Regions from separate parts of the Arachis hypogaea genome. Here region 2 is linked to region 1. A link is a contact called in public Hi-C data. All regions are on one chromosome and are shown on one strand. Each heading gives the region's core, a stretch centred on a gene start, on an enhancer-like site or on the middle of the called end of the contact. The rest is flanking DNA. Distances are from core to core; before and after follow the strand shown.

Region 1 (5,177 bases), core at 734-3,233:
TTTTGAGTTTTATGGTTATCGATTTTTCACAGCTTCTAATTTAATTTCTCGGCCTTAAACCTCACTATTTTATTAAAAAACTAACACAATGATAGCCCAAATCAGCCTCATTATCATAGTTTGGGTAGCACAAACATGAACAAATCACAAGTTTAATCACATATAACAATATATCAACAAAATTCAATATAAAGTCAATCAAACTCCATTAATAATCAATCACAACAACCACTCACTTATCCAACCTAAATTTAATTGGTGAGAATTTATCAAAATCCTATTTCCGTACGAAATCAAAATACTTGAAACTCTAGAGAAGCTTTTCGACCGAGTTGCTGAAGAAGAAAATATTAGAAATCGTCTGTGCTTCCTATAACTCCAATTGGCCAAACTCAAAGGGAAGAAGAGTTACGTCACCGTCAACTTCTACCGAATAAAAATGACGCCAATATATAAAAAAAGATGATACGAATATTTTTATAGGATTAAATTTTTTATTGAAGTTATGGATCACAAGAAATTAAAATTGAAAGTTCATGACATCCATGGAATTACATTCTTTTCTCTCCCTCGGGTTCTCTTTATTTTCTTTCAAAATGGATCAGCCATGCGTGTTTTGGTGATGTTTAATGGGAGAATGAGATTTTGAATGGTTTTGACATACATGGAATTACATTCTTTTCTCTCCCTCGGGTTCTCTTTATTTTCCTTCAAAATGGATCAGCCATGCGTGTTTTGACGATGTTTAATGGGTTGGGTGTCAAATATATAAATTGCTGAGGCAGTAATTCAAGTTATAAATATCTTAAACGGATAATTATAAAAGTTGGATATATTAAAACACAAATAATAATATATATAAATTACTAATATAAATAATATTAGTAACATAATGATAAAAGATATATGATGAAATATTTGCAAAGCTAAATTTACTAAAAAGTACCAATATTTACTCATATCGATGGATATTTATTTCAATAATAATATCATTAATTAAACTTTATTTTTAAATTAAAAATATCAATTACTCAAATTAAAATATATAAATAATTTTCATTATTTACAAATTACTAAAAGTATATTTTTAATTTATGTAAAATATTTCTTAATAAAAAATATATATATAAATCTGAATTTAATTGAACTCAAATAATTATAAAATTAATTTAATTATTTTTAATAAATTAATTTCTAAAAATAAAAAATTCTAATTTATAAAATAAATTATTATTTATTTATATTTATATTTTTAAAGTTATAGGTCGTTACAATACTTATCTCATTTATATTATAAACAAATTAACCTTAAGTATATCTTATTTACAGTATAAATAAAATAAATCTCATGTCACAATATATGTGTAAGATCTCTACAAACATAGAACTCATCTCCTGAATAAATAAAGACAAACGAAAATTGAGATATCTGTTCTATGAAAATTTATAAATTTTTTGTTAAAAAAAATTTACTTAAAATTTTTTTATATATAAAAGTTATGTAAATAATTTTAATTTATTTTATTTTGATTTATATGTTAAAAATTTTATGTGTATATTATTATGTTTAAATTGTGTTTGATTTTCTATATATTTGATTGAATTATATTAAATTTTATTGTAATTGTGTTAAATTTTTTTTAATCTTTTTAAACTTAATATTCTTAAATATTTATAGGTATTTATCTTTTTTATGGAGAGAAATAAATGAGGACGCATAATAATGATGAGGCAAAAATATGAGACATTTTATTAAAAGGAAAAAAAAGACTTGGACGGAAGGGAATCTCTTTTCATAAAAATTCATTGTCATCTCTCTTTATGATTTGTGTAATTTCGCCAACTACGCTGAAGCAAGTTTAGGAGTTGATCCTTTTTCTAGAATTTTTTTTTTTTGGAGAATATCTATTTTCTTTGGTTGAGCATGTGATAAGCTAATGGACAAATTGAAAGTCCCATATTGGGCCTTCGCATATACTACTTTCATTCCTACACCTTAGATTGGGTCTCTATGGACTATTCTGAGTCTTGGACGTATGAATTGGGCTTTGGTGGACCATTGCAAAACAGGTTAGTTGGAGTTCAATGAAAAATAAGAATGAGATAACGAACCTTGGGTTAGTATAATAGTTAGATTATTAGTTTCTTTCAATAAATGTTGAAGATTTTTATTTTGTATATATAATAATTTATTTGTTAATAATAAATTTTTAAATAAAATTTTAATTTATAACAAATTAATTTTTGATCTGCTAAATTAAGAGATATCGTTAAAATATATATATATATATATATATATATATATATATATATATATATATTATTGTAAATAATAAATCCATAACATATGAAAGGGAATCAAAAGAAGACATGATTATTAGAAGGTAAAATGGATTAAAATGAAAGAAATAATTCTTGTATTAAATAATCATAAAAGTATTCTGATGAGCGGATAATTTGTACGCTTTTTGGCATTGTTTTTAGAATGTTTTTAGTATGTTTTAGTTATATTTTAGTATATTTCTATTAGTTTTTAGTTAAAATTCACTTTTCTGGACTTTACTATGAGTTTGTGTATTTTTCCGTGATTTCAGGTATTTTCTGGCTGAAATTGAGGGACTTGAGCAAAAATCTGATTCAGAGGCTGAAAAGGACGGTAGATGCTGTTAGATTCTAACCTCCCTGCACTCGAAGTGGATTTTCTGGAGCTACAGAAGCCCAATTGGCGCGCTCTTAACGGCGTTGGAAAGTAGACATCCTGGGCTTTCCAGCAATGTATAATAGTCCATACTTTGCCCGATATATATATATATATATATATATATATATATATATATATATATATATATATATATATATATATATATATGGGACTGAGATTATATGAAATTGTGGTTTGTTGTTTTTTCTTACAGGATTTGTTGGTTATTTTGTAAGATACTATAAAATTGAGCATACTACGCAATACACGTCATGCGTTCACATCATAGTGTTTTTTTCTTTAAATAAGAAAGGATGGTTAATTTTTAATATCCTTGTATTAAGAAAGTTTTGTAGCCATACATGTATTTCGTACGACCGTTAAAAAATGTTCATATAAGTGGTGTTATTTATAACATTTATTTTATATATTTTTTATGTTTTTTATATATATATAAAAGTAAATAATAAAAAATAAATATCATAGGTATTTTCACTATTTTTTAAACAATAGTATAAATATTTTTTTTAATTGTATGCTATTTATTTGGTGACCCGCCGGTCAAATTAAATATTAATTCACTGGTCAACCATCTAAAGCTTTGTCTAACCAAATATAGATGGCAATGATGACTAGCTTTACCAAGGGTTTGTTCTTGACTATGGTTAATGAGGATTTGGACTTTGGAGGCAAGGAAATAACCTTGGAGGGTGTGAATTCATTCATGAATTGTATTATTAGTAGAACAAGAATTTTGAAAGTTGTTATTAATTCTTTATTAAAATTCTTCAAAAATTCTCTTTTTAGTTCTTCCGATTTAGAACATTTTTGTTAGATTTTTATTTAATTTATCTTTATTTTTAATAAATTGTTGTAATATTGTTTTTAAATATATTAATTTAATTTATTTTGGTAAATAATTAAATAATAAAAAAATTTCGCTACTCTTGTTGTCTATTTTAGATAAATAAGCAAGAGAATATATAAAATTACTAAGATCCAGTAAGTTTTTTAGAGAGATAAAGTATAAATATTTTTTTTGTTTTGTAAATAAAAAGTTATATATTTATATTTGTATTTCTAAAAAAAAAAGGTTCTTTTAAAAGGATTTAAAAAAACTTTTTAAAATTAATTTATATTTATTAAAATTATAAAATTTAATAAAACCTCATATATTAATAAATATTTATATTTATTATTAATTAAATTATTAATGCAGAATTTGATTTATAATCAAAATTCTTTATATTTGTAATTTATAACTTTTATTTATAAGTAAAGAATTAATTTTTTACTAATTTTTTTTAACCACTAATTATATAGGTATCCTTAATGGTTGAAAGAAGGTTCTAGATGAATTTCTCTTTATCAAGATATTGAAATCATTAATGAGAGACACTACTAGAAAAATCACTTTTTGCGGCCATTACTATTGCCGCCAAAACCCAATTTACTAGCAATTTATATGACCACTAAAAATAATTCTAAAATTGTAATGTTATTCACTTTTAGTTGTCATTATTATTGCCACTAAAATCATGAAACTTTTTAATTATACTCACTCTTTTAGAAATAACAATCTATCATTTTTCTAAAATTTCAATTATTTTTTACCAATTATTATTATTATTATTATTATTATTATTATTATTATTATTATTGTACATAATATAAATTACTAAAATTAAATACTACAAATTGAAATATTTCATTAAATTCAAAATATTTATATGCAAATTTCTCTTGAAAAGTAATAAAGCATAATACAAATTTAAATAACATAAATACTACAAATCTATGTTACATCAATGATTAGCACATAACTAATGCTCAAAAGTAAATGAATTTTGTTTCTCCCAATATTTCAGTCCCTTGACACAAGTAACCAAGAGAGGTTCTAACATCTTCCCTGTCAGATTGATACTATTCATCTTCGGTTAGCTTGCCTGAAGTGAAAAAAGAGAATTTTTGAAAATTCTTAGTATGGCTTCCAAATTTTGATTTATCTGCAATAAAGATATTTGACAATAGTAGTTCAATATAATTATAAAGACAAACCAGCATGATCCACTATACAAAAAATAATTATGGGAATATTTACCTTATATAATGTTTAACCCATGTGTATAAGACAAGAAAGCAGAAAGTAAACGAACAAAATTGGTCACACTCAAATAATGCAAAAGAATGTGTTTGATCACCAAAACAATAAACCTTGCCTGCTTCTGTTGGAAGAATGTTAAGATCTTTCCACGGATGACCTTCATGTACCATGTAAGTGGACTGATTGAAGGACTCTCCTATAAGATACAGTGAATAAATAGTGAATAAAAATGTAAAAAATAATAACTCATCATACCTATGTAAGATACAGTGAGAGAGCATACCACAATCTATGTTTTCCTCTCAGCATTCTTTTATGACCTTCTCAATGGAGTTGAGTATAGAATCCCAATCCTTAATTTGCAGGATATAA
Region 2 (5,102 bases), core at 1,652-4,151, 130 kb before region 1:
TGGATGAAATATTAACGAAATGGTTCCCCAAATATCCAAATATAATAGGTCAAAAATGCTATTTACTTTATTGAAACTTTGAGAAAAAAAATTTCTTTTGCTTTAATAAGTGATATACATCACAAGTTTCATCATAGTGTGAGAGAATAAAAGAAAAATGCTTATGTAAGATACTAAGTCTATGTCCGGATGGCTGACCTAAACGAAAGTGCCATAAACTTGCTTATATAATAGGTGTAAAATGAATGGAGTTTATGGGATGAAATGGTAACGAGTTATTTTGATGAATTACTTGATCAAGTATATATAGTCTGTCTCTTTCTTTATTAAAATTTTTATCATTTTCAAAACCATTTTATGCTCAAAATGAAGATCAAATACTCAACACTTTTGTTATCCTTTGTACTATGTCAAAACTCACTATACCACCAGTAACTAAGAATAATTTCAGTGGTAGCAAGGAGGAGTAAGAGGGAGGGGAGTTGGAGTTTTCTTTTCCTTGGATTGGAGAGTTGAAGTTTGTTTTCGTTCTATTTACTTATTTTTGAGTAAAGTAATAATCTAGCTTTTTTCCGCTTTTTTTTTTTTCTCTGAATAAAAACGAGACTTCTAGTTTAAAAACATTCACGTTAAATTTTGTTCTTAATTTCTGTAATACAATGCAATCTTTCTATCACTATCACCATCATTTATTAATGGAAGCAGTCGCTGATGTGTTATGTTAACATGTTGAAATGGATATTAAATACCAACATAAAATAAACATTATTGACTTATTTTTTCAAAATCCAAATTAGTCAAAAGACGTATTTATCTATATTTATTCAAAGAAAACAACACCGTTTTAATGTTAAATTGTTTAGAAACCTAATTATCAAAAATTTACTTGTCTTAAAAAATTTTGATGCAATATTTTTTTTAATATTTAATATTAATATAATTTTTCAATAATTCTTAAATATATGGTATAATAAATATATTTTAATTAATATATTATTTAAATTTAAAAATATTATTTATTGTGACATTAATTATAATTTTTAAATATATAAATAATAAAAATTAAAATATAATTAATAAATTATTAATATAATTTTTAATAAGTAATAATTCTGTGATATATTATTAGTATTATGATATAAATAATTTATATAATAAATTAAAAACTATTAAACATTATTTCACATATATGGCATATATAATAATAATCATAATATTTTTATTAGGCTTTGATCTGTACAAAATTTTTTGAATAATGACTACTACTTTGTCATCACTTGAAACTAAATTAATTACATTTAATATTTTTACATTGAAATTTGCATTGAAATACACTAATAAATGGCTACTAGTACTTAATAAAATAAAGTATGCATCAACAATATGATTAATCTATTAATATTATATATTGTAACAAGATTAGAGATCGATAAAAATATAATAATATAAAGAATAATATAGATTCACTACAATTTTTAGTACATTATTAAAATTTAATTAATTGCTTGTATAATATAACTAATAATTAAGGAACGACGGCTTATAATAAATTTCAAGAGTTGTTTATATATAACCATATATAATTATTTAGATTAAAATATATATAAATTTATATACATAAAGTAGTAAAATCATAGCATTTTTAAAAATTGACTACCTTTTTTAAGACGTGATTGTCAGCGTTGTTCACTTGATATTATTTCTCATGGTTCGTTATCTTGTAATTTTGACCATTTTTTAAACAGATTTGAGTGTATTTACATAAAAAATAGTACTAAGAAAAAGAAACAAATAAGAAAAGATTACTAAATATTTATCATTAAGAATACACTTGTTTAATGTCTAATAATATATTAATTATTATTATGTAATTATTACAAAGCAGTACAAGAGATTTCAAATTCTATCTAGCTAATTATAATTTTATAACACTAGTAATATATTATAACTTATTGTTTAAATTATACTACTAATTTATGAATTGTATAATAATAAAAATTAATTTTAAAAAAATATGTATCAATTTTGTTAAGATAGATTATTAATAAACAGACTCTTAATCAACTTAATGTTAAAACAATGTCAATTATTTTATTGAATATAAATAAAAAAGTTCTTGATCAATTTAAATTTAAAGATAATAAGTTTTTATTTATTTTATGTTGATATTTAATGTCCAACTCAATATATTAATATGACACGTTAATAATATTTAATAGATAACAATAATTTTGACAGAAAAATTGTATTGTCTTACAAAAATTAAGAACATGAGTCGAAGTGAATATTTATTTTTTGTCAGGAATCATATTGTCATTGAGAGGAAAGAACAAAAGTCGGGTTGATACTTTATTCCTTATTTTTCCCTATATCTTTTTTTTAGTTAATTTTCCCCTATAACTTATTCCTAAATAAAGAAGAGGGACCTAGGCCCAATAGCTACAAATTCAGACAACCAATTTTCTGAAAACAATTGTTTTTGTCCAAATGCTCTTCTTGGGCTCCTTCTTCCATTAATTTCACTGGACATCATAAATGGTGTTCTTTAATCTTTATACTACATTTTAATTTTTGGTATTTATTTAACAAAAATGATAGTGGGTTGAGGCTTATGTACCAATCCTAAATGCATTTGCCAATTGGAGTACGAAGCAGGATGAGATTTTGAAGTACTAAAACAGACCCTTTTTTTTTTAGGATAAAGCATAAATTTCACAATGATAATACAGGAGTTGCATCCGTTCCTATTTTAAGTTAGTTCTATTTTTGTTTTGGGCTTTAGTGCCCCTTTGTTAACAAAAAAAAAACTAAATGCATTTGCCTATTACATAGCCAGACAAAGCTCCATGATATTTTGATAACTGGGTTGTGGTTAAAAGGACTTCATGGGTGGCTGAAGCACGTGATGTAGTGTTAAAGATATTTGCTTCAAATGAAGCCACACCAGGTTCGAATCCTAGTGTTTACTAGGTTAGAGTGTGTGTGAGTGTGATATATATATGACCAAAAAAAAAAAAGGGACTTCTTAGTATGTGGGGGTGTGACTGTTTAGTTTATTATTAATGACCCAATATTTAGAAAACAGAAAATGAAAGGAAAGAAAATGAGTGGAAAAAAATAGAAAAAAAATAGAGTTATTTGTATATTGTTTGGATTAAGAAAAAATGGATAGAAAGAAAATAGAGAGAAAATATTTTTTTTTTGTTTGGACGAAAAGAAAAGTAAAAAAAAAAAGAAAATCATAAAGTATAAAATTACATTAATACCCTTATAACAAAATAAAGTATAAATATTTTTATTTATTTATATTTTATCGCATTTTATAAATATTTAAAATATTATAATTTTATATATTTAATTTAAATTATTTATTTAATACACATATAATATTTAAATATAAATTTTTATTATAATAATATATTAAAACTATTAAAACTAAATTTATATTGATAATTATTAATAATAATATAACTATGGAAAATATTGTAAATATACAAAAATAATTTTTTTTCTTCTATTTTTCTTGCTTGTTATGGATGTAAAAAATTTTTTGGTGATTTTTGGTGGAACCCATAAAAAATTTTTTCTTCCTTTTCATTTTCTTTGCATCCAAACAAAGGAAAATAACATTTTTCATTTATTTTCTTTCCATCCTTTTTCTTTCCTCTTATTTTAGTTTGAAACAAACATAGTGTTAGTTTTAGTAATTAGGTGATAAGGTGGAATTAAGTTATGTTAAAATTTAAAATAAATTAAATTTTAATTTAATAGTAGATACTCTAATAAAAATTTTATAATTGTTTTTATATAAAAATATTTTATTTTGACTATTAAGTGATAGATTTTAAGACTTGATTTTTATATATTATAAAAATGTTACTTTTATTTAAAGTGTGTCAAAATGAATAAGTTACACTTTTTAAATCAAAATGATCATAAAAAGATATTTTTAATATCTTTATTAAAATAATTGCCTTAATTTAATATCCAAAATAATTTACGATTGATCTTAAACCAAGTCTCCAATCAAACTATTAAAACAACAGAAAACTTATTATTAGACGTCAAAACAACTATTAGAGGATGAGTTTGGTTATAACTTGGCACAAAAACATTTGTCATTTTCTCATGATAATATTATTCCATAATAATTTTTTTATGTAAAAAATTTGCTCGATTTTATCGTGTGTTGTTCACTATAAATCCAATATATAATAAATCATGAAAATTTGTTGACGTAACACGTAGTACGAATTCAAGCAAACATGTTTGTTGAGGGCAGTTCATTTCAATACTTAACTTCGTCTAAAAGAGTGTAAATATATAGAGTGAGAATGGGAATGATCAATGCTAATAAAACTATTTTGAGGGAGGAGCGAGGTAGTGTTTAAGAAGCAGGGACAAGGTACGTATGGTGTCCCTTCTCTTCCAAAGTCTCCGTTTTGTGACTTCAAAATTGGAGGGTTTATTAGGAACACGTCTTAACTGCGTCATCAGCCTCCAAATTGGTTTAATTTGTTCACGCATGGGACATGTTTAAAAAAATGACTTGTTCCAATATACCTGTTTAGGATATGGTCTTTCAGTGGAGCAAAGTATCTGTTCATAGGCTTTGGTTCCCATAACAGTGCTACACTGTTTTCATGACTCTTTCTAATGAGAGGGTAAGGAAATGAAGTAGACGAATATTATTTTCCGCTCGGTATACTCTATCATTTTGGTATGCTAGACAAATATTATGAATAAATGCACTTTATCAAGCTTCTACTTTTGGGACGCTTAAAATATTTTTTTAAATATATTTTTTAAAAATTAAAATTTAATATATGTAATTAATTAAATTATATCATTTTTGTTAAGATTATATCGGATAAATCGATTTAGCCAAAAAATAAATAAATTAAATTTTGAACCAATAATTTTTTTATAAAAAATATTTATAATACTCCTATTACAAAAAATGACTAAAATATTTTTATTATATATATATATATATATATATATATATATATTTTGAGAATTTAAAATTCTAACCCTTCTCTTTTCTCTATGGCGTTATAGGGTTAGAATTTAAGGTTTTTAAAATTAATATATATAATAGG

What was found. A called contact is a pair of places that touch in the nucleus more often than the background predicts.
Region 2: a Hi-C map of an unstated tissue shows a contact between it and region 1, with 10 times the contacts expected there. The contact joins two enhancer-like sites. A contact is called at or near these places in 2 of 8 Hi-C or Micro-C datasets (leaf and an unstated tissue).

Annotation. Positions count from the first base shown.
Region 1 is chr6:78,198,322-78,203,498 of arahy.Tifrunner.gnm2.J5K5, reverse strand. LOC112696743 (a long non-coding RNA gene) reads right to left here. Exons shown (of 8, transcript XR_011862369.1): 6 at 5,089-5,158; 7 at 4,921-5,001; 8 at 4,391-4,707. Among protein-coding and RNA genes, the nearest start is that of LOC112696743, 5.2 kb to the right of the region's middle. Within about 2 kb of position 1,983, at least 2 of the 3 cell types and tissues checked have open chromatin away from gene starts, as enhancers often do.
Region 2 is chr6:78,332,885-78,337,986 of arahy.Tifrunner.gnm2.J5K5, reverse strand. No RefSeq gene overlaps it. Among protein-coding and RNA genes, the nearest start is that of LOC140173687, 60 kb to the right of the region's middle. Within about 2 kb of position 2,901, at least 3 of the 3 cell types and tissues checked have open chromatin away from gene starts, as enhancers often do.